Linked DNA regions of Mus musculus: regions 1, 2, 3 and 4 are each linked to region 5. The links are chromatin contacts, called in public ChIA-PET, HiChIP or PLAC-seq, capture Hi-C and promoter capture Hi-C maps. All regions are on one chromosome and are shown on one strand. Each heading gives the region's core, a stretch centred on a gene start, on an enhancer-like site or on the middle of the called end of the contact. The rest is flanking DNA. Distances are from core to core; before and after follow the strand shown.

Region 1 (5,293 bases), core at 912-3,411, 430 kb before region 5:
TTTTTCCTACCCATAAAAGCCATGTCATGGACCTGTATTACCTAAGATGGCTCTCATAGACAATAACTTCCCATTGCCCAGGATGCCAGCCTTTGAATAAAAATGACTCTTTTCCTCCAACTCTTGTGCCCAGAGTACTGGCTTTTAAATGGTAGTCAGAGCTGGGTCCAGTACCACAGTATCTGAGATTAATCAACTGACTTATTCTGGTTCTTTGTTTTAGAGGTTCGATCCATGATAAATTCACTCTATTGATTTGGACCCATGGTGGGGCAGTTCATTATGACAGAGGACGTGCATCCGGCAAGGCTGCTTGGCTCCTGACTGAATTGAGAGAGGAAAGAGAACTGGGATGTCACAGTCTCCTCGGGAAGGCGCACCTCCCCAAACTGAAACAGGCTCTTCCATCCTCCAGCAGGCTCCATCCTAACAATTTCCTCATATTCTAATAGTGTTATAATCTGGGGACCAAGCCTTTAACACATGGCTTTTGGGGGGAACATTTCAGATCCAGAGTACAGTATCAGCTACCTGTTCCAAGTCACCTAATCTCCTTTCTGCCAGAGGCAAATGTATTGACTTCATAGGGTGATGTGCTGTGAGGGTTAAATGAGAAAACCTTATTTATATAGATAATGTGTGTGTGTGCATGCGTGTGTGTGTGTGTGTGTGTGCGTGCACGCGTGAGCACTCATGGGCATACATTTGTGCAGAGTATGTGCATCAGTGCCAGTGTGTGTGGAGGCAGGAGGTTGATTTTTAGTATTTTTCTCTATTACTCTCTACTTTCTTTTTCTTTCTTTCTTTCTTTCTTTCTTTCTTTCTTTCTTTCTTTCTTTCTTCCTTCCTTCCTTCCTTCCTTTTTTTTTTTTTTTTTTTGGCAGAGTCTCTCTGAACCCAGTTTATTGTTTGGCCACACTGGTCCCACGGATCTGCCCTTCTCTGTCCCTTCTGCAGTGTGCTGGCAATATAGGTGTGTGCTGCTGTGCCTGGTTCATATACAGGAGCTGGGTTACAAACGCAAGACCTCATGCTTGTGAAAGAGCCCTTTACCCACCGAGTCATCTTCCCAGCCTTTGTAGATCCTGTGTAGCACTCGCAGGGCATGAAGAGGGGTGTTTGTGTCCCTGGACTGAGTGTGGTGCTGGGGTTATGACTTCCATATTTTGAAGAACTTCTGCACTGAAGTGTGGAGGTAGAGAGCCACAGCTGAGCAATGTTCAGAGAGTGACAGGCTTGGAGTGCTCCCTTGGTCCTAAGTGGGATCTCTTCATCAGACCCCTCCCCATTAAAAGGAGGGAGTGGACTATGGGTCCCAGTCCTAACCAAGAAACTATTTGTGGTTCAAATCCATTGGCAAAAGAAAATCAGTTTTCTACAATGGAGCATCATGGGGTATACCCACCATACTCCAGGACCAGGAGTAATTTGTCAACTCAAAAGAAACGTCATTGTGGTGTTTGTTATTGTTGTTGTTTTTATGGGTTTTTTTTTTTTTTGGTCTTATTGGTCTTTGGCTTGTTTGTTTTGATAGTCTTTCTTTCTTTGGAGAGAACATAAAGCGGTGTGTGTGTGGGTTGGGGGATGAGGAGGGTCTGGGGGAGGACTGAAGGAGTGTGACTGAGTGGGGCTGGAGTGCGCTGGAGTGCGGGAGCCTGGTGCTGAGCGTATAGGAAGCTGTGGCTGTGGCTGGTTGCCAGGGTCACAGGCTCAGATTGGGCAAGAACAGGGAACTGATCTCTAGGTCACTCTACTCCTGGTCAGAGATATTTGAAGAAATCAACAGTTCTGGAAAATAAAAGAGGCAGGAACTGAAACAGGGGAGGGAGGGAGGGATAGAGAGGAAACAGCAGACTGGATCCTGGCCCCTCCACACCTGCACCCCTGCTCCCCTTCTGACATTGTGCAATGAAGGGAGAGATGATGTGTGTTTGTGTGTGTGTGTGTGCGCGCGCATGTGTGCACATGTGCACGTGTGTACATACAAGGATACCGCACATACAAGGAGACCTCCTGTCTCCCTTCTCTGGTTATGAGAACAGAAACATGTCCCCCACCCCCACTGCTCACTGCCTGAGTTCCAACTGCGTTTCTGTTTCTATTTACTGTCCAAAGTCCCAGGGGCAGGAGGTGACTGGTTAGATGGACATTCAGGCACAGGGACCCAGCTCTTGCCTAGATTGGCCCCTCCTCCCTCTCACCTAGCTCCACTAGCACCACCTGTCCCGTCTCCCAGGTTTAGCCCCTCTTTCTCTTTGGGCTCAGGCTGTCTCCGAAAGCCAGAGTCAGCTCTCTATACCTTTAACAGGTAACTGAGGTAGTGGGAGGCAGGTGGTACTGGGTTCAGGGACTCTGGGTGGAGGGATGAGAGCATATAGTCTGGTCCATGAGAATATGGAAGGAAGGCTGCAGAGCCAGGTCACCTCTTGGGAAGGAAGGAGCCTGCAGTATTTCAAGTCTTTCCCTGTCAGCTACCCACGTCCCCTCGGTCCTTCCACAGGGATTCCAGTCTTAGCACAAACCCAAGTTCCATCTCTAAGGAAATCTCAGCTCAGTCTCAGATCTGTCTCCAGCCCTTAGGGCCATCATGGAGAAGGACTGTCAAGACATCCAGCAGCTGGACTCTGAGGAGAATGACCATCAGCTCAGTGGCGATGATGAACATGGCTCTCATGTGCAGGATCCTAGGATAGAAAATCCACACTGGAAAGGCAAGTGTCCAGTTTCTGGGGCCTCTCTGGGATCCTTGCCTCAGCTGCCAGTTCCTCTCTCTTTTTCTGTGAGGACTCTCTCATCCTGACTCAGTGACCAGTGTGCTCCCGAGTCTGTCCTACTCAGGGTTATTACTGCTGCGATGAGCAAAGTGACTTGAAGAGGAAAGGGCTTATTTGCCTTATGCTTCGTCATCATCGAAGTTCATCATCAAAGGGATCCAGGACAGGAACTCACACAGGGCAGGATCCTGGGGGCAGGAGCTGATACAGAGGTTATGGAGGGGTGCTGCTTACTGGCTTGCTCCTCATAGCTGGCTCAGCCTGTTTTATTATAGAACCCAGGACCACTAGCCCAGAGAGAGCACCACCCACAATGGGCTGGGCCTTTCCCCACTAATCACCTCATAAGAAAATGCCCTACAGGCTTGGTTACAGCCAAATACTATGGAGGCATTTCCTAACTTGAGGCCTCCTCCTCTCTGATGACACTAGCTTGTGTCAAGTTGACATAAAACTAGCCAACACAGTGACCTACATGTGAGCTGCTGATACCTCTGAGTGCAGGGTCCCAAGAAAAGTGTGTATGCTTAGAAGTGAGGGGGTATCTGAGAGGATGAGCCTCCCCCGAGACTGCACTGTGCATGTGTATATATGCGTGTACATGTGTGCATGTGCGTGCATGTATGTACATGTCTGTATCTAGGATGAATGCAGAGCCACAGACTGTGTTAAGGCGATGAGCTGAGTGTGTGAATGAGCACAGAGATCCTGGGTGATTTCCATTTGTATCCTGCCTGAATCTTCTTGCACATTTTGAACACAGGCCCCACATAATTGCAAAAAGGTTTTAGGGTAAGAGAGATCCTGCCCTGGGCAGGCTACCCAGTGTGTTCCAGATGATGTAGTTTCATCTCAGAAGAAACTTGGGACTTCTTTTGTTGTTATTTTAAGACAGGGTTTCTCACTTTGTAGCTCAGGCTTCCTGGAACTCACCCTATAGCCTTGGAATCTCAAGTAGCCTCCCTATTTTAGCCTCAGGAGTGTTGGGATCACAGCTGCGCGTTACCACGCCCAGGCAACGTGGGACTTACATCTCTGTCACATTGCTAATGTTTTACCTGTGTGTGGTCCAGTCACAGCATCTGTGTCAGCATCCTGCCTGTGCTAGCATCAGTGTCACTTCTGAGTCCTGTTCGAAAGATCCTGGGATCTCATTTTGATAGGTTCATTTATTGCTTATTTATTTGTGATACTGCCATTGGAACCCAGGGCCTTGCACATACAGGCAAGAATTGAATCACTGAACCCCCTGTCTGTTTTCTCAGTCTATTCATCTCCCTAGTTTGACTTGTGTTTTCCTACTCTATTGTGTCTTGTGACCAACAATTGGACACTGAGCACTGTGAGTTCTGTGTTGCTGGGTGCTGGGTGCTGGGTGCTGGGTGCTTTTGTATTCTGGTGAGTATTTAGTTTCCTGGGATGCAGGAAAGTGGTGTAGGATCTGACTCCTTATGCCCTAACTGTCTTGGTTTCAGGCTTTCAGGCTGTCTCCTCAACTTGGGGAGTCTATTAGACCCTGTCCCAATTTCTCCTCTCTGCTCAGGGGCCTGAAAAGTTTCTCTAGGCAGTGAATAGTGAGCTGGGCAATTTGAGGACTCATTCATTTTCCTGGCTTTCAGGGATTAATGCTCTTCACAGCCTGATGTTCAGTGTCTTAAAAATTGATGTTTAATATGTACATGTATATGTGTATATGTATGCGTGTATATATATGTGTGTATTCATGTATATGTATGTATATATGAATGTGTATGTATGTATGTGTATATGCATGTGTTTATATATGTATGTGTATATATGTATGTGTGTATACATATATGCATATGTATGTATACATGTATGTGTATGTATGTATATGTGTATGCATGTGTGTGTGTTCTAATTATTTTTTTTCTGAAATAAGAAATAAGTCTGACAGCTTCTGTTTTGTCTTGAGTAGAGCATTTCAAACCTGCCTACACAGTACTTCTGTTTTAATCAATAATTCCCAGAACAGCTGAGTCAGGCAGCTACTTTTTGTCATTGCATCTTATACATGAGGAAAATGGGCTCGCTAGGAGACTGAATGATGCCAGGCCTAACTGGTGGCTCAGCTGGTGGCTTTCTCCTGGGCTGACAGTGTAGGGGCTTCATAGGCCACAGGTTAGCTGGGAATCATGACGAGGGTCTCCTGTATGAACAGTACTAGCAGAAGCAGTCAGGAGTTAAGTTGTGGATTTCCAGCTGGGGAGATGGGTCAGAAAGTGCTTCTAGTTGGAATATATTCTGTACCTTCCCGTGATGCTAAAACAGAATGCATCTGACTAGGAAACTTATACCAGGGACGTACTGGAGCATGGTTCTTGAGTCTAGGAAGCCCAGAACAGAGGGCTGTGTCTGTCAGGGCACCAACATGAAACAGGAGACCCCAGGGAGGGTGAAGGGGACACCAAAGACGAAGCCTTTAATAAATGCTATTTTGCACTGTCAATAATCCACTGACGAGGGAGAGCCCTCAAAACCTAATCACCATTCATTCA
Region 2 (5,095 bases), core at 838-3,337, 320 kb after region 5:
AGCTAATGAAGGCTTTGAGCATACGTTAGTTTTCTCTAGTACATATCTAGGAATGGCATCTGGTTGTTGGGTCTTAGGGTTTACATAAAAAATATGAAATGGGACTGGGGTATAGCTCAGTTGGTAGAGCACTTGCCTAGAAGGCACAAAGTTCTGGATTTGTAATCCTAGCATTTGGGAGGTAGGAGAATCAGGAATTCAAAGTTAGCTTGGGCTACATGAGAACCTGTCTTAAAAAAAAAAATTAAATGAATATGAAAATGTATATAATTCTGGTACTCTTTGCTTATTTCAAAATGGCCTTTCCAACTTTTGACATAGGGGCCTCTGAGAGTCCCTACCAGATGTGTGATCATTTCTGAGTGACCTTGGTCTTGAGGACCGGGTTGCAATCCTGATTACCAATGGCAATAAGTACGGTATACAGTCAGTGGAAGGAGTCCCATCTGTGGAGGACATCGCCATCTGCTATCTTTATGGCTCCTGCTTCCTATTCAGTCATTGCAACAGGACAGATGATTACTGAGTGGCCCTACTGGGGCCAAAGGTCTCCCTGCTGAGCGAGGATTTGCTCACTCAGGAAGGTTAGAAACCAGGGGGAGGGTGGAAACAGGCTTCATTTGTTCTGTCAAAGGCATACCAGGAGATGTTAATTGCTTAAAAGTCTAAATATAACCCCCCTTCATCTTAGTGGGACCTCAGGCAAAAGTACAAACAGATGACTACCTATTTAAAATTATAAACCATTCCAAAGAACTGTGAACCTTACTAGAGCCTAGTCTTCTACTTTGACTAAAGTCAAACCATTAATGACTATTATGGTTTGAATGTAGGCATCTGCAGTGACTCTGGAGCAGACTTGAGCTTAGAACTTTTAGAATCAGAATAAATGAAGAAGAAAAAGAAAGAAAGAAAGAAAGAAAGAAAGAAAGAAAAAGAAAAAGTAGGACCTAGTAGTGGTCCAACCCTGAAATCTCAGCTTCTCAGGAGGATGAAGCAGGATTGCAGACTCAAGGCTAACCTGGGCCATTTAGGGAGAGGGTGTTTCAAAATTAAAAAAACAGAACAAGAACTATTGCTATAGCTGAGTAGTGGAGTGCTTGCCTACTATGCTTAAGGTTAAATCCCCAGGACTGCAGGAGGGAGAAAAAAAGACTAGCATAGATCCCTGGCCTTTGGGGGTATGTGCACTTGAATAAGCTGGTGAGAGGAGCGTAAGCCCTGGCTGGGCTCCTGGTCTGTTGCTTGTCTTCCTTCTTTCCTCACCTGTCTTGCACCACGAAGGATCTGTGAACACACAGAGCAGCTCAAATGTGTAAGTGCTGTGCCACCTCCTCCAAATGCAGCTGCCCTCTGGCACGTTGAGAAACGTTTACACCCTGTCTTATAGAAAAATGAGAGACTACAGCTTCAGCTACCCAGGGAGGGAATTCTGGGCTCATAGGAAGGCAGGTGGACTTGGTCCTGAAGTGCCAGACTGTGTAGACCCCTTGCCCTAGGAAGGCAGCAAGGTCTGAATGAGGCTGGAAAGGAAAGTCTGGAGTCTCCGTATGGCTCTCTTGCCCAGGCAGAAGGGTGGCACTTTCTCCTGTCAAGAATGCAAGCACTGCGTCTGGCTGTATCTCCAACAGCTTCTCTGGGCTGATCACGTTAAAGTCAAACATAGTCGCTTAATGGAAAAAGTGCATTGGCTTGCACATCTGGGGACCAGACCAAGTTCTGGCCATAACAATTCTTCCTACTTTATATCCTCATTTAAACTTTTCTTAGCCGCTCTACTTTTCAAGGTTATGAGGTTAAGGGACTTTCTCAAGGACACACAACTAGGCAAAGTAGCGGCTGGGTTCGCGTGCACCCAGGGTCTCCTCACTCAGCTTGATATTTTTGTCTGTGTCCTGGGAGCCAAGAGCTTGCACAGTCTTCGTCTTTGCAGCCGCCAGTCTCCAACACCCATAGCTCTCTCATCAGCCTCCCTCTGGCTCCCAGGCCCCGGACCCCTCCTCCCTGGTCTCCCTCCCTCCTGAGGCCCCGCCCCTCCCTTAGGCCAGCGTCACGTGCCGTCCCATCCCCCCGCGCCTGCGCACTGCTTATTTCCCGCTGTCAGGATGAGGAGGCGGAGGTCGGCGCTCCGGTCCGTCTCTGCCCGAGGCTGTGGCGGCGCCGGCGGCTCCAGCCTTAGCGGTTCCTCCCTGGGCGGCGGTGGCCGCGGCTCGGTCGACGCCTCCTCCGCCAGCTGAGCCCGCGGCATCCCGGGACGCCGCTTCCCCGCCCATCCCCGTTCTCCGAGGCCGCCCACTGGCCATGGCGCAGCCGGGCCCGGCTCCCCAGCCTGACGGTGAGGCGCCCACCATGGCGGGCGCGGCCTGCCCGGCGCAGCGTCGTGGGGGCCCTTGGGGGCAGGAAGGGCACGCGCGCGGGCCCGGGGGTGACCCACGGACTGGAGGCGGGGGCGCGCGGGCGACGCGTGCTGGGGCAGCCGGGCTGGGGAGGGAGAGGGAGGCGCGCGCGGGCGGCCGCGGGGAAGGGCGTGGGGAGGCTGCAGGGAGGGAGCCGGCGGAGAGGAAGGTGCGGTGGGATCAGCACGTGGGTTCCTCGGGTGGGGAGGATGGAAATGGAGAGCATGTGCTATATTCCTTAAAGAAAACGCGAGCCCTCGCCTTGGTAGTGGCCGTGTGCCCTCTCGCCCCACCTCCGCTCCCGCCTCCTCAGGCCACGCTCCAGCGCTCTTTGCACCGGACTTGTAAAAGTAACTGTGATCCTAAGCATTGGGTAGCATTCTTTTGAGTGGTTGTGTTGCTTCATGGTAAGGCCGGGCTCATATCTTAGTCTCTTAGGGCCTCAGTTTCTGACGAACGAAGAGCGCTTGATTCATGTCTCTTTATCGAGAAAGATGGGCAAGTCTTGGGCCAGGCGATAAAGATGGCAACGTTCATCTGTAAAAGGATAGTTTAGTATTATTTCGAGAGTGTTAGGGATGAAAAGGTGCTCGAGTGGGCCGAAATCGAGGAGTCAATCGTCTTCTCCATTCCGTCTCTACCGTTCAAGCGATGGGGTCTCACTTTGTGGACCATGATGACCTGAAACTCCTGAGCTATCCTGCCTCAGTTTCCTGAGTAGCCAAGACTTAGACGTGCAGGACAGACTGTCTTAATAATGCTCATATTGGAAGAAAAAAAGGGCCTTGTTCTAAATAAGCCATGATGGTTATTAGAACCCTTTATGACCTTTAAACCGACTGAGCTCTGCCCCAGAGTTTTGACCACATTGTTTCAGGTGTTGTTGTCGTCAACCGGGAGTTATGTTTGGAAAGAATGTGCTCCGTCCTTGGCAAGATCTTACTGTATCTAGTTGGGAAAGTTCTTTCAGGTGTACTTTTCTAATTGGCTTTTGTGCTTAGCATCTTTACCTGTAAGTAGAATGTTGGGATGTGGTGGTTGGCTCAGGAGGTTCTTGGCCTTTTCCAAGAGTAGTCTCTTGAAATGATCTTTTGTGAAAACCTCTGTTTGTTCTTGCGGTAGGGGAACTGGAAACAATGTTATCAGATTTTGAGACTCTTGCTGCTCTCTGGGAAGTGTTCTCTAAAGATTGTTAGCCTCTAGTTTTGGGTTTTGTTAGTTGCCTAAGGGGTAATGTCCAGCCTAGACTTTAACTTGCTCGATGTTTCTATTCCAATAAAGAGAAGGGAGGTGTTTCTGGTGGGCTGTCAGGAAACAGGGATGTTTTTTGGACCTTCTTTTAACTCTCACCTTTTGTATTTGGTGTCAGGGAGGAAAACTTTACAAACCCTCCTTGTTACTGCAGACAGAGGCAGAATACAGAGAAAGCTCTGACTTCTGGTAGGTATGCTTAACTGGCTGCTGCCTTCCTTTGCTTTCCATGGACAACTCAGGTGACATGAGTCTGGACTCTTAATTTCCTGCCTCTTTCAATATATGAAATGGTCTTCCCTGCAAATAGGCAGAAGTGACTAAGCACTTCGCAGAAGCGAGGAAAACATTAGCTTTGAGGAATCTCATGTTCTTGCTATTCTCAGTGCAGGTTTACTTCCTATTTTTCAAAATTTAAGACTATGGAATGAGATTAAGTAAAATTTTTAAGTATACGTTAATGTAAATGGACAAAGGTATCTATCAGTTCATGAAAGGGGAGAGAATTTGGTATGTTTGAGTTCTTTGTGCCAATGTCTGCTTACAAGTTCATCTTGCGGAATTAATTGTTCTCTTTAGTTGAGTTCATATTGACAACTTTAATTAGAAGCGCACTTGAATTTTTTAGACCTGCTGAGTTAAAAAACAAAATTATTGGAAAATTCCTTTGCACCAGACCAACAGTAAAACATAACTGCTTCGTCCGCTTTCCCGTCATTTCAGAAGCAGTGCCGAATCTTTTTTCTTTTTGACATATTTTCTTTGTTTTTTTCATGAGGATATTAAGGCATATTAAGAGTAGATTTGTTGGGCAGTGGTGGCGCATGCCTTTAATCCCAGCACTTGGGAGGCAGAGGCAGGTGGATTTCTGAGTTCGAGGCCAGCCTGGTCTACAAAGTGAGTTCCAGGACAGCCAGGGCTCTACAGAGAAACCCTGTCTTGAAAAATCAAAAAAAAAAAAAAAAAAAAAGGAGCTTTGTGTATAATTGGCAAGACAAGATGTAACCTTTTTTTCTTATTTCATAATTTTTGAAGGTTTTAGTTTTAATGGAGCACTTTGATGGATGCCAATTAAGTTATTTTCCATTGAGAATTCAAAGACAAGTATAAAAACTCTCAGATTTCAGTTTAAGCTAAACTACATTTTAGAAGCATTTGTCCTGATTTTACTTCATTAAAATTAAAATTTTAAAAATGACATTTATTTGTGTGTGCTTGTGTACATGCCTTGAGCATGTGTGTGGCTGTCAGAGGACAACCTTTGGGAGTTGGTCCTCTCGCTTCATCATGTGGGCGCTGGGAATTGAACTCATTGGGCTTAATAGCACTCATGTTTACATGCTGAGTGATGCCACTGGCCTTTTCTTTTGTTTTTGTATAATCCCACCATAAGAAATTGAATGTGGGGCTGGAGAGATGGTTCAGTGGTTAAGAGCAATGGCTCTTCT
Region 3 (4,940 bases), core at 2,424-4,923, 290 kb after region 5:
TATAAATATGACCCTTGTTGTCTTTCTATAGCTCCTTGCCAGTGAAGCAGGGTGAAATATGAGCTCCCTAAAGTCTGCCCAGCAGGAAAAAAAAAAAAAGTCTGCCCAGCCCAGCCAAGATCAATCCCATGGCACCTGCCCACCTCGGGACTCCCCTGGAGGCCCATTGAGCTTTTGCTCAGCAAGGGTCCTGCAGTTCCACAGACTCCCTGCATCCTCCCTGGCCTTCTTGGGGGTCATTCTGTCAGCTTAAAGCAAGGATGCTCAATGGGCCTCCAGGGGTGACAGCCCCCATGGCTCATATACATAAGCTCCCTGGGGACAACAGCCTGCTGGCTATCTAGAGGCTCCATTTGCATACCAAGCAGTGTGTTTTTTATTTAGATATTATGCAAAAATCAATAACAATGGAAGACCTGCCTGTAGATGCATAATTATAGTTTAGAGTAAAGCTGAAACAAAATGGAGAAAATGTCAACTCTCTACCCCCAAACCTGGAAATCCTTTTATCCTGATGGCTTGAAGATGAGATAGGTACAGACACCTCCTCCTAACTAAATCCCTTCCCTGTCATTATCTAGAGCTGAGAAGGCCTCAGGGTCCTCCAGATGGGCCTTAAGCACAACTTTCCTTAGAGTCAATCTTCAGTTCTCCTGTCAGATGGGATACAATGTATAACTTTCACTTTTCTGTAAAAAGAAAGGGCCATTGTTTACCAGTAACTTCTTAAATTATTAATAGCTACGGAAATGTGATGTTGATGTTCTTAAACTAAAATATCTGGCTCCTAGAGTTTGCTGAGGACTCTAAATAATATTTTGCCAGAAAGTCTAGACACTGACTCCTGGGAGTGTCACCATCTCAACTCTTAGAAGTGCGGACCTTCCCTGAAGTGGAAAGGCTGCTAGCCTGGAAGGGCACAGTCAGGACCAAGGTTAGCTGTTAGGGTCCATGAGCTTTGTTTGTTTGCTACTTTTGGTTTGGTTTGAGACAGTGTCTCTCTATGTAGCCCTGGCTGTCCTGCAACTCTATGTAGATTAGGCTGGCTTCAAACTCACAGAGATCCACCTGCCTCTGTTTCTCCAGTGCCACCATATCTGGGTTTGATATAGATATATATATAATTTTCAGTCTAATATGCGTAGGATGTGAGATGACAAGCCTGGGCTGACTGGACCTTACATCAAACTTAATAAATAGGGGCTTGGTCTTCCAGGGTAAAGGAGAACATGAAGTCTGTAACGGGCTTCAGTAGGGATGTGGAGAGCTAGCAAAGGACTTCAGGTGATTTGTAACTATGTATTATGACTGATATAGCTACTTAATACATTTATCGTGGGATATCTAGGATATGCACACATGTTAACACTATATATGGGGCCAATGACTTCAGTAAATTGATACTTACATTTTGCTGTTTAAATATACATTATGACCATTAAATATGTTGCTAAAGAAGACATACTTATGTACAATATCGTTACATATTTACAAATTTGTTTTGGATGATGTTTCCTTTGTGATCTTCTGTAGGTTTGTTTGTTTATGTTGAGAATTAAACCTAGGCCCTTGCACATACATGGCAAAGTCCTTTACCACTAAGCTACAAGTCCAGCCCGTGCCTCTTTAAAATCACATGCAATATTTTACTAAAGGAAATGGGTTAATCAAAGTTCTTGTAAATGAATGTACTGACATTGATTTATATACAGAATTATACATTTTTGGTGGAGGCGGGGATGGGGTGGTTGAGGCAGGGTCTCTCTACATACCCTTGGATGTACTGGAAGCCACTATGTAGATGAGGCTGTCCTTGAACTCACAGAGATTGACTTGACTCTGCCTCTCCAGTGCGTGATTAAAGGTGTGGCTATAAAATGATGTTTCAGTAGAAAACCCTGTGAGGAAGTTTATATTCTGCTTATATTTTATTATATTTTATATTATATTGTATTTATATTGAATTATGGGAACATGCTGTAATCATATCCTTATTCTGTATTCTGGCTTGCTAGCGCACTCTATAATGACATGGTGGTTAGTATTCCACTAAAAACAGTATCAGGGTGGGCAGTGGTGGCACACGCCTTTAATCTCAGCACTTGGGAGGCAGAGGTAAGTGGATCTCTGTGAGTTCAAGGCCAGCCTGGTCTACACATCAAATTCCAGAACAGTCAGGGCTACTACATAGAGAAACCCTGGCTGGGGAAAAAAAAGATGTCAGGTCAGAATGCGAATCCTGTAGAACTAACAAGGCGAGGGTACTTATGCATAATGAATGCCTGTCTCCACTGATATTTAACTCTGTTATGGCTAGCTCTGATGCCTGCATGTGTTAACACAGTGTTTGGGCCAATAACTGGACTGGCAGTTGCCCACACTGTCCTGCTGCTTGCTGCATGTGTGTCTCAGCATGACAGCTTAGCAAGCCGGGACGGCCGCACATTAATCCTGAGTCTGATTTATTATATCATAGGACTCAGTTCTATCCATACATGCTCAGTCCCCACAGCTTATTGCTTATCTAGCAGATTTGTTTACCTACAGTTAGGAAATACATCTATTTGCTAGGAAAAAAGGAAACAGGAACAGGGGAGAAAGGGAGGAAAAGGGGAGGAAGAGATAGATGTAGGGAGAAGGGAGGAGAAGGAAGGGAGAAGGGAGAAGGGGGAGGGGGAGAGGGGAGAAGGCGGGAGGAACTCCATCCTGACACACTTCTGGAGATGCTGATCCTCCCACATGGTCTATGGCATAATACAGGGATTGAAAAAATGATTTCTGAAGAGCTAGTGACATGGCTCAGTGGTTAAGAACAATGACTGCTCTTTCAGAGGAGTCCCAAGTTCCGTTCCCAGCACGGTGTTGTGGCTCACAACCATCTGTAAGTTCAGTTTCAAGGATCTGATGGCCTCATCTCTCCTCCAAGGACGCCAGGCATGTATATGATACGCAGACACACATGCAGGAAAAATTCCCAAACAGAGAAAGGAAAATATTTTCTATAAGAAAAAAAAAAAAAAAGAATTGAGAACATTGATTTCCAGAGGTCAAAAGCAGAAGGCTCCATCGAGGTCTCACGCCAGCTGAACACCTCTGAGTCCCGAGGCTTCTGAAGGTTGGCAAGTGCCTTATAAATCCCAGACACCAGAGGCTGAGTGCCAAAGGCACCGAGAGGCGTGCTGTTCTGATTCTTTCATCCAAGAGCACTGAGAGGTAGCCAGCGTTTACAATACACAGTACAGTGCGGGTCCTCTACCAATCAAATACCAGATATTACAGACACTATGCAGATAGCGATAATTCCTCACACTTCACACAACTCACTCCCAACTGTGACTTCATCCTTCCAGGTAAACTTGCCTTGCCTGGCACACACACTGGAGGAGTAAGGAGATGGCCAGCGTCACTCAGCAGCCACGCCAAGTGAACTCTTCCAGGCCACTCTTTCTCCAGTTGTACCCGGCTGTGTACTACAGCCTCGAGCGACAGTCCCCTCAGCCTGTGCCTGTGGGGTTGCCTATTTGGCCACACGTCTAACAGCAACATGGACAGATGACTATGGTGGGAAAAGCAAGTTGAAGCACTTACCTAGACTGCCGGGGTGTTCACTGGAAGCAGCTGGGGAGACAGCTGTGGACTGAGGGTGTTACTCAAGCACAACTGGGGAGAGGCTTGATCGCCCACATACCCTCACTCACCCTTGGAGGCTGCAGGCACTAGCCTGACCACACTTCCTCTTTCTGGTCCCCATTCTAGTGAAGCTAACTACTCCAGTTTTGTTTTTTGTTTTTTGTTTTTCTGTTTTTAAAAGCTACCTTCCCACTGCCCTTCGTGGCTCCAGCAGAGGCCCATGAAGGCTGGTCGTGGTGTGGAAGGGGGTCCTGAGAGGAATCAGGCTCCAGAGTGAGTGAGTGAGTGAGTGAGGGGGTTGCCCCAGGGGAAGTCTCCCTTAAACTTTCCTGGGCATGGTCATGTGGGACTCAAGAAGAGAGAGGGGGGCCCTAGGTCTACCCAGAGATGCATGGTGGGAAATGGAAGACAGATGCATCATCCCGCAAGTGTGGCTCTTGAACCCCTGGACCTGTTGGCCCAACTTCTGTTTAGAGGAGTCAAGGAGACTCTAAGAGAGTGTCTAAGAGAGCATGGTGGTGATACCTAGAGGGTAGCCTAGGCTGTTCTTGAACTTGTGATATTCCTACTTCTGCCTCCCAAGTACCAGATTACAAGTGCATGCTGTGACACCCGGCCAGTGGACAGTGTTAATTGAATTGAATCATTTCCTACCACACTGTGAGACAGAGTTCCCAGTGATGCTCATAGCCTCTAAAAATGGAAGTTTGGGGTGAGGAAACAAAGAAACTGCCTTGTAGAAGTAGCTGCTTGTGGTGAGTCGTCACTTCATGGCAGCATGGATGTGTGTGAGATGCCTCTCCAAGGGAGGGGTGCGCTGGCACTCAGGAACAATGATGACAACTAAAGTGACTGGGGAAGATTCCCCCACCTGCCCAGAAGATACCCACAGGTAGCATTCACTGGTGTTTACGGTGTAAATATTCCTACCATGGTCAATTTCAAAATATCAACATGGCATCCAGGAACTTGGAATTGGGAGGAAAGTGCACAAGGCTGCTCTCTCTCCCAAGCCTTCTGGGCCAACTGCATTGTATTGTTAGGAGCCACTGTTGAGTACTGCTGGGGGCTAGGACTCTACCAGGGTTTCACTTTCCTGGTCTCAATAGACCTTCACTTAATTCGATTATTTCCTTTGTTTCTTAGAATACTGAAGCGTGTGGAGGTTCTGCCATGGAACCAGTTTTTCATGGTGACCTTCAACTCAGATCTGTCCACACCAAAGGCAAAGCTGGTGCTCTTCCCTACTCACTTAGCTGAAACTTAATTGCTCAAAAATTGTCCTAAGCTAGGCATGGTGGTGCATACCT
Region 4 (5,507 bases), core at 2,200-4,699, 260 kb after region 5:
CAGTGTTCTTAACAGAAGTGCTCTGAGTGGGTGAACCCGAGGGTTGTTGCTGGGAAAACAGAAACCAAAACTTTACTAGGAAAGCCATTACTCACTTCTCTTTTCCAACCCAAGGTCAATTACCTCAGGCAAGGCCATCTCATTCTGGGACAGCCTCTATACATAAAGCCCCCATGTTAGATTCCAAGCTCTTCTGAAGCCTGCAACTCTCCTCCCGGGGTCCCTGTCCCCTTAAGACTGACAAGGCTTTTCTCACTGGAGGATGTTCTCTAACCTTGCAGTTTGGTTTCCAAAATAAACTTTCCTATTCATGGGGTGGTCTAGTTCAGTGGTTCTACTAACTCACAGTTTGTATGCCCAAGATTACATGTGTTGAAATATCATCCCCCAAATGGCAATGTTAAGGCATAGAACCTATGCTCTTACGAATGGGATTAATGCCCTTATAATAGAAGCCCTGGAAAGCTGCCTTCCACACCCAGCATGTGAGGGCAAGGCAGACAGGCAGCATCTTTGAAGCAGAGTGAGTACTCTCACCAGACACTGAGTCTGACACACCTTGCTCTTGGATTCCCTGACTTCTGTGATGTTGAACAATAGATTTCTGTTGTTCCTAAAGTAACTGGGGCTATATTTTGAGTGTACCCCAAAGGTCTACGTATGTATTACAGGCTTGCTCCCCAGGATGGTGCTTTTGGGAGGGGATGTAGTCTTTAAGTGGTGCAGCCAAGTGAGAACTCCTTAGGTTATTCTGGGGAGGGTGTCATCAAATGGATTAGGGAGCCTCTGACTCCTTTGTTTTTTTCTTCACCTCTTGGCCATTTAGTGCATGACTTTGCTTCAGCCTTCCCCCCTCCCGCTATGATGTACGCTCACTTTCCTTCAGGTCTAAAGCAACTGGGTCAAACCAGTCATGAACCGGAACCTCCAATGACCGAGAACCAAAATAAACTTTTTATCTTGACAAGTGTTTAGCTCAGGTATTTTGTTACAGTGATAGAAACCTGAGTAACACACACATAAGTCACCTTCTTACGGCTGCCCAGAGACTCAGACAAAATATGGTGCCGAGAAATGATGAGCTGTGCTTACCAAAGAATGTGGAAGTGTTTTGAAATACATGTTGGACAAAAACTGAATTACTGTTCACAGACCCTAAAGGGAAGTTCCCTGTATGGGCTCAGAAGAGACGAGTTACGGAGAAATCTCACACACCACGTGAGAGGCAATGGACAGGACAGCAGCGGAAAGAGGAACATCAAAGGGTATTCTGGTGGCTTCTCAGCTGGAAATGGGAAACAAGGAGCCTGGAAAGCAGAGGAAGGGCGAGCCCGTTATAAAGCCCATTCGTGTCTTGGCATTTTCGGAGGTTCTGAGCATTGATGAGGCCAGTTGGCGGATGGAGAGGAAAGTCCTGTGTGTTTGGCACTCTATCTTGACTGCTTGTAGAAAATGTAAAACAAACAAACAAACAAACAAAAACAGAAAAACAGAAGCAGAATTTAAAAGCCCGGAACATTCTCAGTCTATCCATATTGTAAAGAAAGAAAAAGCAAGTTCAGAAAACATCGAAGAGCCAGCCAGGGGACTGCTGATAGGAGGTTCACTCGGCTACTTGCTTAGGACACGGGGATACAACACAGAAGAAATCTTGAAGATCTTGGGACCCTTCCCAGACCAGAGTGGTTAAGCCCTGGGGGGTTAAATGGTTTCTGAGCTCTGTTTCCTGTATTATGATTCAGGGCTCTGTAGCCACCCAAGCAGAGGTTTAAGCTGTGGTCCAAGGCACAGCTCTGGCCACCAAATGGTACACCACGGATGCCTGCAAAGTGTCATTCCCCATGAATGGGAAGTGTAGTGTCTGTGGGCAAGAGTCCTTCCACCTCAGTTTCCAATGATGCCCCAGAGATATCCTCAAGGCCAGGCAGAGGAGCTGCATCAGGGAATGGATATCAGAGTGTCCTGTCTAAGGTACAGCCCAACACAGCCATGTAGAGAGAGAGGCCTTCCCAAGACTCCAGAATTGTACAGACACCAGTAGCTGCCTGAAAGACCAGTATATCCTACAAAGCCAAAGAGCTATAGAAGAATAGGAAGAACTCTTAACCATGGAGCCATCTCCCCAGTCCCTTAATTTTGTTTGTTTCATAAAGAAGACCAGACTGCAACTATTACCAAGGGCGCACCATGGAGGTACTGGAGAGATGACTCAGCAGTTATGAGCACTGACTTCCAGAGGTTCCGAGTTCAATCCCCACCAGCCACATGGAGGTCCACAGCTGTCTGTAGCTCCAGTCCCAGGGGACCTAACGCTGTCTTCTGAAGACACTGCACACATATGGTATGCATGCAGGCAAAACATCCATACATACAAAATAGATATAATTTTTAAAAAGGAGAAAACTATGGTTCTGTGATTTGAGGCATGAGTTTTCAAAACTGTTGAGGCAGCCATCCATGATCTGTTTCAAAATGATATGTCAGCACTATTGTGGTTACCATAGTTATCCAGGGAGTGAGCTCAGGATGGGCCCTACCTTCTTATTTCTGGACTCTTTTAAATCAGTGACTATGTAGCTGGTCACTTGGCTTGGGCTCTGCTGTGTGACTAGAATATACACTAAGGTCCTATGACGTCTTGATATGGTTAATGTTGTCACACAGATTGGCAGTAGAAAGCACAGTCTTAGTACATGAGCCTAGCTCAACTCACAACAAATTTATAAATGTCCAAAAACTTTTATTCTACTTTTTTGCTGGCAAATAAACTGGTTGTTATATTTCCCTGTGTGTTTGGCATTCAAAAATATATTTATTAAGTGCCTTCTGTGTGCGGGGGCTTATTATGGACACTGGGAAAATAGAAGCTCTCCCTTAAGGAGCCTCATATTCACATGGCTGCAACCCGGACTCATTTGAGAGAACAGCTTGAGAAAGGGTCTATCTCAGCTTGTGGTTCCAGTGAGTTCAGTTCATGGCTACCTGGCTTGTGTTTCTGGGCCCGTTGTGAGGCAGAACACGGAGGCCGTCTGAGTGCATAGGAGAAGTTTCTTCAGCACAGGGTAGCTAGGAAGCAGAAGGAAAGAGAGAAACAGACAAGAGAACCCCCAGGGCAGGACACAGCCCTTGACACACCCTGGCTACCGACTTCCTCCTGTTAGACCTCACCTTTTAATGTTTCTAGGCCCTCCCAAAATAGAACCACTAGCTGGACAACACATATCAACACATGGGCCTCCCAGTATAGGGAGAACAGAAAGTTTAGGGCCTGGAATTCATTCATTCATTCATCCATTCATTCATTCGATCATTGAGCATACTTACTGACCATCCTCAGCATGCTAGGAACAGGGAAAACAAGGAAGAAGAGAAGGCCTGTCTCTGCACTGGTGTTGCCTTTGTTCAACTGGAAATGAAAGTCACATGAGCAGATCGTTCCGGATATAAGAGTTATGAAGGGGAAGCACCTACAAAGGCCACCACCACATCGGGCCGGTGAGGAAAGCACAGTGCCTAAGATGCAAAGGAGGGGAGGAATATTGCGTATAGCAGGGACAAGAGAGACCACAGCAAAGGTACTTACAAGTAGAGGAAAAACACTGGGGAACATGGAGGTTGCCAGGAGGAGGTAGTGTGTGAAAAGTTAGCCAGTAATAAAATCCTGACAAATCTTGTAAGCCATATTTAAGAGTTTGGCCTCTGTCTGAGGCTAATAGGTAAAGATGAGCTTTTAGCAATGGGAAGAAGTATTCGGTTGCTCACTTTCAAAAATCACCAGCTGCCAATCAGTGTTTTGGAGTCTGAAATACCAGAGGCAGGACACTGGTTAGAGGTTCTTAAAGTTCTCTTTGGGAAGTGCTGGCCATGGGCTGACTGACCTCAGAGTGATGGAGACAGAGCTGATCTGACTGAGGCACAGTCAACAGGAGGTGGGGACACTGGCAATAAAGGATGCAAGAAAGGACCTAACTTCTGCCCTTAGCAAGGGAGGAAGTAATCTAGCACGAGAAGTCAGGGGTGGGGATGTGTCATCAGTTATCCATGGAATATGTTGAATTTGAGGATCCCGTGGGATAATCAGATGGAGGTGTCCTGCGGGCTCTGCAACCTGGAACTGGAAAAGAGGGGTTGAACTGGAGCCTGTGGTTGGGAAGTTGCTAGGGTAAAGGGGATGCTGAGCCCTGTGGTATTGGCAACATCACTCAGCAATGCTGAGAGGGAAAGAGGAAACAACAGCACCCCAGGAAAGATAGGATGGAAAAGTAAGGAATGACCACTAAAGATGTGATAGTGAAAGCTACAGAAGGGGCATTAAGCTCTGAACTCTCGTCTTGAGTACCCTGCTGGAGGGTGCTGGCTGGACACTTCCTGGGGCAATCTACTCTTCCTGGCACAGCCAACATACCCACTGCCAAAGAAAAGCTAGCTGGGGGCAGAAGTCAGAAGGCCACTTGAGTCCTCTGTTGATCATTAGAAATGGTGTCTGAAAACACAGGAAATAAACTTGTGTCAGAACTTGACTCTTTGATGGGTTTGGTCCACATTCTATAAATATCCTGGGGGTTGAGGTGTGAGTGGGTGGGGCAGCGTCACTTTCTCACCTTACAGACTCAAAGTGTCTGCGCATCACAAGAGCCCTCAGCTATAAAGACAAGTCATGGCTTCTAGGAGGTTCAGGGGTGGGTGGGGCCTGAGAGAAGGGAGACAGGCATCCTTAAGGTGTGGCCTACATAGGGATTGAGAGCTGGGAGGCTCCACACAATCAAACACCAAGACTATGATCCCTAGCAGTCTCTCAGCTTAGGGGTCTCAACCCCCTTAGGGGTCAAATATCAGATACCCTGAATATCAGATATTTACATTACAATTCGTAACAGTAGCAAAATTACAAGTATGAAGTAGCAACAAAATAATTTTATGGTTGAGGATCACCACAAATAAGGAATTGTATTGAAGGATCCCTGCATTAGGAAGGTTGAGAGTCACTGCCTTACAGCTACATTCACCCAGGGAACGAAAGAAAATGTTGAGAAATGAGTCAGTTCTCACAGGCCCAGTGGTCTGCACTAAGGAAACTTCCTCCACAAAGGTGCCAAGGCCACATCCTCAGAATCTTGGGGTAGAGCTTCTGCAGTGTCAGAAACATCAGGAGCATCTGGAGCAACAGGAGCATCTGGAGCAACAGAAACATCTGGAGCAACAGAAACATCTGGAGCAGCAGAAATATTTGGAGCAACAGAAACATCTGGAGCAGCAGAAACATCTGGAGCAACAGAAACATCTGGAGCCTCGGGAACATCAAGCTGTCCTGTCTTCTGCTGTAGCTTTCACATGGCTGAGGTGGCTTCCTCTGGGGATTAGGAAGTGCTTGTGTTATAATCCGGCTATTCTAGAGTATTCTAAAACGAGCTGTGTAAACCCACTTCAGCTTGCCAAAAAGGTGTGGTTTTAGAGTGCTGGGTTTCGGTGGTTGCTGGAATCTCAACATCATCATAATCATTTTCTGG
Region 5 (5,431 bases), core at 554-3,053:
CATCTGTAATGAGATCTGGTGCCCTCTTCTGGTGTGTCTGAACACAGATGCAGTGTATATACATAAAATACATAAATCTTTTTTTTTTTTTTTTTTTTTTTTTTTTTGGAGACAGGGTTTTTCTGTGTAGCCCTGGCTGTCCTGGAACTCACTCTGTAGACCAGGCTGGCCTCGAACTCTGAAATCTGCCTGCCTCTGCCTCCCAAGTGCTGGGATTAAAGGCGTGCACCACCACGCCCAGCTTTTTAAAAAATCCATATATCTGATGTTTCTACCTAAATATAAAAATAACACAATACAATAATTAAAAACTCAAGCAATTCTTTTTTAAAATTGACAAAGATCTTGAATGGACATTGCTGCAAAGAAGATACACAAAGAACTCACTAGCCATGGAAATATGCTTAACTAATTATTCGGGGAAAACAAATCAAAATCATACACTCACGTCCACATGCACTAGAATGGCACGATTTTTTTTTATTCTACAAACCATATTTAATTATAAAATCAAGAATTTTAGTATACAAGAATTGAGTTGGCCCAAGTATTTATATAAAGAACCAACCTACATAATTCATTAGACAAGAAATGATTTCTTCATTGTAATGACTCTTTTTTTTTCCATATTTTTTTATTGGGTATTTATTTCAATTACATTTCCAGTGCTATCCCAAAAGTCCCACACACGCTCCCCCACCCACTCCCCTACCCACCCACTCCCACTTCTTGGCCCTGGCGTTCCCCTGTACTGAGGCATATAAAGTTTGCACGACCAATGGGCCTCTCTTTCCACTGATGGCCGACTAGGCTATCTTCTGATTCATATGCAGCTAGAGACACGAGCTCCAGGGGGGGTATTGGTTAGTTCATATTGTTGTTCTACCTATAGGATTGCAGATCCCTTCAGCTCCTTGAGTACCTTCCCTAGCTCCTCCATTGGGGGCCCTGTGATCCATCCAATAGCTGACTGTGAGCATCCACTTCTGTGTTTGCCAGGCCCCGGCATAGTTTCACAAGAGACAGCCATATCTGGGTCCTTTTAGCAAAATCTTGCTAGTGTATGCAATGGTGTCAGCGTTTGGAAGCGGATTATGGGATGGATCCCCGGATATGGCAGTTTCTAGATGGTCCATCTTTTCGTCTCAGCTCGAATGGCACGATTTAAAATGTATTAAAAATATAATACATAGGTGAGAATGTGTAACGGTGGAAACCCTCAGATATGGCAGGGGTGATTGTCAAGGGGTATAGATGCTCCCAAAAAACAATTGTAGCTTCTTCAAAAGTTCTTGTGGGACCCGGGAAGTAGGTACCCCGGACTATTGAAAACACGACCTGACCATTCCAGTTTGTACTCTTATCTTGTGGGTTCTTTGAACTAGGACACCAATCAGGTTATAGTGTATCCAACCTGTTAACATTGCGACACAACGTTGTTATTTACAAAACCCACATACTTCAGACTATACAATCAAGTTACCAAAACAAACAAACGACCCCCCCCACACACACACACACACACCTAAAACCTTATAATGTAAATTAGGCTTCATTTCCAAGTATCCTTTGCCTCCGGGAGCCACAAGCCTCTGGTGAGGCAAATCTTTGAGAAGAGGCTCCGCCCTTTTCCCCCCTTCCTAGACCCGCCTCTTTTTTTTTTTTTTTTTGGTAATTTGACACACTGCCGTAAAGTGCCCACTGACTCTAACGACGAGTTCCTACCTCTGTCTTTTCCCTTCTGCCGTCAAGCAGCTTCGCTCCCAGAAGGCCACAGAGGCGGACTAAAGAGAGTGACGGAGCGCTTTACGACGGTTGCTTTGTGGCAGAGTAGCAGAGGAAGATGGCGGCCGCCTTAGCTGTTCGTCGAGCGGGGTCTGCACCGGCCTTTGGGCCGGAGGCTCTCACCCCAGACTGGGAAAACCGGGAAGTCTCCACAGGGGTGAGGAAAGAGCCAGAGTTCGGAAGACATGTACTAGGCCTGACGGGAGGAAAAACATGAAGCCCGAGTGGGTTTGACTGAGTGGGTTGGGGGGGGGGGAGCGCTGTGTTCTGCGAGAGGGAGAGGGATTCCTTGAATGCTGGCGTGGGGTGATACCTTTCGTGATGAGAGGTGAACAGTAGGCTGAAGCATAAGAGTCTGAATCCTGGGGTTTGGAGATTGTAGTTTTTATATTCTCTGACGTGTTGAGCCCCCTTAAGATTTGATAATAGGTTCGCGGAGCACGAATTTTGCATTATAAAATCCGGGTGAAGAATTATTGAGGTCGGTATATACTCGAGAATGCGGTAAGGCTAAAAGAGTTACCTTTTTTACACTATTCTTCCCAGACCACGATCATGGCTGTGCAGTTTAATGGGGGCGTGGTTCTAGGAGCGGACTCCAGGACAACCACTGGGTGAGCTCAAAACAGAAAGTCTTCCCGTTTCCCCTACTCCAAACATATACCATTCCTGCCTGTCAGCCCATCCTTACCCTCCTCAGACCACTGTGGCAAGAGAAGTTTCTCCACTACCTGGAGATAATAAGGACTTGTTCCTAATTCTGTGGTTTCCAGGCCCCCTCACCCTTTGGTGAACTACCAGTAAAGGTCTGTTCTCCATTCATCCGGCTTCATTTTCCATGAGGACTAGTAGGTGGTAGCAGTATTTGTATCCCTGGAGCTGCAGGGAGTAGACGGTGATGTGGTGGAGGAGGGAGGCAAGTGGGCTCCTTCTCACTGTTTCCGCCATCCTGCAGGTCCTACATCGCCAATCGAGTGACTGACAAGCTGACCCCTATCCACGATCACATCTTCTGCTGCCGCTCAGGCTCAGCCGCTGATACCCAAGCAGTGGCAGACGCTGTCACTTACCAGCTTGGTTTCCACAGGTACTTGTGGGCAGGGGAGGAACAACGACCCTGAAGGCTCTGGAACATAAGGCACTAAAAGGCCTGACTCCAGATCCTGATATTGCTTTGTTTGTGATCTTCCAACCCCACCTTCTAGTATTGAACTGAACGAGCCTCCACTAGTCCACACAGCCGCCAGTCTCTTTAAGGAGATGTGTTACCGGTACAGAGAAGATCTGATGGCAGGAATCATCATTGCAGGCTGGGACCCTCAAGAAGGAGGGCAGGTCAGGCCCTCCTCACCAGAGTACTGGAGTCACACCTCTGATGCTCCACCCCTTCGGCCATTTTGTTTGTCTGTCTGTCTGTCCGTCCTGTATGCATGTATCCTTATGGGTACATGTGTGTGGAGGCCAGAGGTGTGCCAGGGTTGTCTTCCTCATGAGACAGTCTCACTGAAGATAGAGCTCACTTTTAGCTAGGCTGCCTATCCAATGAGCTCTAGCAATTATACACCCTGCACCCTACTCCCAGAGCTGGGGTTACAGATACACATGCCCAGCTTTTACATAAGTGCTGGGGATTTGAAATCAGGTCTTCATACTTGCCTTAGCAGGCCCTTTACCACCCAAGCCATCCCTAGTCCCCACTCCAAACACCTTTTTTTTTTTAAGTTTCTCTTTCTGTCTCTACCTCACCATTAACTTTCCCGAGACCAAAATCAAAAGGGATGGGTGAATGTGTTGGGAAAGGGTGCAACTGGTGGCTTTTCTCCCCCCTCCCATCTGGCAGGTGTACTCTGTTCCCATGGGGGGTATGATGGTAAGACAGTCCTTTGCCATCGGAGGCTCCGGGAGCTCGTACATCTATGGCTATGTTGATGCTACGTATCGGGAAGGCATGACCAAGGACGAATGTCTGCAGTTCACTGCCAATGGTGAGACTCTGTGCTTCCACGCCTGTGAACTTCAGCCCTCGTTCCCAAGCTGTGCCAAGGGTCCTCACGTTCAGCTACTAACTCCAAACCCACTGTCCTCGTTTTATCTACAGCTCTCGCTTTGGCCATGGAACGCGACGGCTCCAGTGGAGGGGTGATCCGCTTGGCAGCCATTCAGGAGTCAGGGGTAGAGCGGCAGGTGCTTTTGGGAGACCAAATCCCCAAGTTCACCATTGCCACGTTGCCACCTCCCTGAGGCCTGGTGTTCTAGGGAGTAGTAAAGGATGGTCCATACCGACGCAGAAGCTAATAAACAGTTTGTTAAAGAGACGTTTCTGTGTGAAGGTTCTTGACTTCAACTTCAACTTGCCAAAACCATTGTCTTGCGTAAACTATTGCACTGAGCTCGGTAGGAATTAGAGAGGTAAGGAAGGTTTATCAGTGCGCTGTTCTTTTATCATTACTAGCATTATTGGATTATTTTGGGGATGGCTGGTTGCATTATGTTTTTAAATAAAATGGTTTGTTTTATGTGCATTGTTGTTCTGCCTGCATGTATGTGTGAGGGTGCCAGATTATTGAAATTTGAGTTACAGACAGTTGTGAGTTGCCCTGTGGGTGCTGGGAATTGAAACCAGGCCTTTGAAAGAGCAGCCAGTGCTCTTAACCACTGAGCCATCTCTCCAGCCCCTTGTTCTTGTTTTTTTTTTTTTTTTTGAGATTAGATCTCTTATAGCTCAGTCCAGCCTTGAACTTGTGGCAATTCTCCTCCCTTTGCGTCTGGAGTGCCCGGATCACAGATGTATACCATGTACTCGGTCAAGAGCGGTGGTTTCTGTATCTTTCTGCAGATCATATTTACTCTACATACCCAGGTATCTGAAGTACCAGAATGTGGTTGCCTGGGGCTGCAGCAATGGCCTAAGTCCAAGCTAGGACTCAGAATTAGGAGACTGGGGTCACCTCCCCTGCTCTGTCTGATGCTGACCATCATGGCGATTGCTGGCCCTGGGGTTAAAGCTGTCCCCAGGCCAGCCTCATGATCCTCTTTCCCTCTGACACTTAATCATCACCCAGCAATGTGAATCCTTTATCTTTGGGGAAAGACATGGCACTTGTCTACAAGTGGGAATACATGCAGATATTGGGTGGCAGAGAACAGCCATAGGGAGTGCTTTTGGATCGTTCTATAGGTCACGGTCCTTGTGAGGCTGAGAGTGAACGCCAGCTCCTTCGCAGCTGTCCCTGTCCAAACCAGGGACCTAAGGAGCTCAGGGGCGCCTCAGTGACACCATCTTTCCAGTCTTTTTTTCTCTCGTCCACTGATCAGGGAACGATAGAAACCACACGTACAGACTTGGTTCTGAAGTAGTTCAGAGGGCAGAAAGGACGATTCTGTGGAGGGAGGGGGAGGAAGAGAAAATACCCCAACAAGAGCAATTTGGGGAAGGTTGATGACAGCACAGTCTCATGACAGATGACGTGGGGGCAGTGTAAAGCCACTGTTACTCGGTACCCATGACCAGGAAGCAGTGGGTTGCGCCACATGAGTGGTGGAACCCCTATTTAGGATGGGTCTCCCCACCTCAGGTGACCTAATCTAGACAGTTCTTCACAGGTCTGCCCAGAGGTTTGTTTCCACAGTGATTCTAAACATCAAG

What was found. ChIA-PET counts read pairs in DNA pulled down with a chosen protein or histone mark. HiChIP or PLAC-seq counts read pairs in DNA pulled down with a chosen protein or histone mark. Capture Hi-C pulls out chosen DNA fragments and counts their contacts.
Region 1: a contact with region 5 is called in an H3K4me3 HiChIP or PLAC-seq map of bone marrow-derived macrophages, with 5 times the contacts expected there. The contact joins the promoter of Asgr2 here to the promoter of Psmb6 in region 5. A contact is called at or near these places in 1 of 115 datasets of contacts at active chromatin or transcription factors (bone marrow-derived macrophages) and 1 of 9 other capture datasets (adipose tissue).
Region 2: a contact with region 5 is called in a promoter capture Hi-C map of liver. The contact joins the promoter of Rabep1 here to the promoter of Psmb6 in region 5. A contact is called at or near these places in 17 of 39 promoter capture datasets (the 3T3-L1 cell line, 3T3-L1-derived adipocytes, cranial neural crest and 12 more), 2 of 115 datasets of contacts at active chromatin or transcription factors (embryonic stem cells and memory CD8 T cells) and 1 of 9 other capture datasets (liver).
Region 3: a contact with region 5 is called in a capture Hi-C map of macrophages, with 2.9 times the contacts expected there. The contact joins the promoter of Scimp here to the promoter of Psmb6 in region 5. A contact is called at or near these places in 6 of 39 promoter capture datasets (the HPC-7 cell line, embryonic stem cells, liver and 1 more), 4 of 484 Hi-C or Micro-C datasets (B cells, CD4 T cells and pro-B cells), 5 of 115 datasets of contacts at active chromatin or transcription factors (the 230-238 cell line, bone marrow-derived macrophages, effector CD8 T cells and 2 more) and 5 of 9 other capture datasets (adipose tissue, embryonic stem cells, liver and 2 more).
Region 4: an RNA polymerase II ChIA-PET map of memory CD8 T cells shows a contact between it and region 5, with 70 read pairs. The contact joins the enhancer-like site here to the promoter of Psmb6 in region 5. A contact is called at or near these places in 11 of 39 promoter capture datasets (the C10 cell line, cranial neural crest, embryonic stem cells and 7 more), 1 of 15 datasets of contacts at CTCF or cohesin (large pre-B cells), 2 of 484 Hi-C or Micro-C datasets (B cells and CD4 T cells), 8 of 115 datasets of contacts at active chromatin or transcription factors (the 230-238 cell line, bone marrow-derived macrophages, effector CD8 T cells and 3 more) and 4 of 9 other capture datasets (adipose tissue, embryonic stem cells, liver and 1 more).

What each region holds. Positions count from the first base shown.
Region 1 is chr11:70,090,483-70,095,775 of GRCm38.p6, forward strand. It overlaps Asgr2 (asialoglycoprotein receptor 2), which reads left to right and starts at 2,162. Exons shown (of 9, transcript NM_007493.3): 1 at 2,162-2,308; 2 at 2,574-2,711. The coding sequence starts at 2,588. Gm32946 (a long non-coding RNA gene) reads left to right here. Exons shown (of 4, transcript XR_879978.1): 4 at 224-783.
Region 2 is chr11:70,842,674-70,847,768 of GRCm38.p6, forward strand. Rabep1 (rabaptin, RAB GTPase binding effector protein 1) reads left to right here and starts at 2,088. Exons shown (of 18, transcript NM_019400.3): 1 at 2,088-2,335. The coding sequence starts at 2,302.
Region 3 is chr11:70,808,888-70,813,827 of GRCm38.p6, forward strand. Scimp (SLP adaptor and CSK interacting membrane protein) reads right to left here and starts at 3,674. Exons shown (of 5, transcript NM_001045526.2): 1 at 3,589-3,674.
Region 4 is chr11:70,786,037-70,791,543 of GRCm38.p6, forward strand. Scimp (SLP adaptor and CSK interacting membrane protein) reads right to left here. Exons shown (of 5, transcript NM_001045526.2): 5 at 4,896-5,507. The coding sequence ends at 5,400. Among named protein-coding and RNA genes, the nearest start is that of Scimp, 24 kb to the right of the region's middle. Within about 2 kb of position 3,450, at least 82 of the 459 cell types and tissues checked have an H3K27ac peak or open chromatin away from gene starts, as enhancers often do. A contact at or near this core is called in B cells, bone marrow-derived macrophages, effector CD8 T cells and 3 more, where this site is marked.
Region 5 is chr11:70,523,554-70,528,984 of GRCm38.p6, forward strand. It overlaps Psmb6 (proteasome (prosome, macropain) subunit, beta type 6), which reads left to right and starts at 1,804. Exons shown (of 6, transcript NM_008946.4): 1 at 1,804-1,942; 2 at 2,332-2,399; 3 at 2,741-2,872; 4 at 2,991-3,120; 5 at 3,626-3,770; 6 at 3,884-4,305. The coding sequence starts at 1,844. The coding sequence ends at 4,026.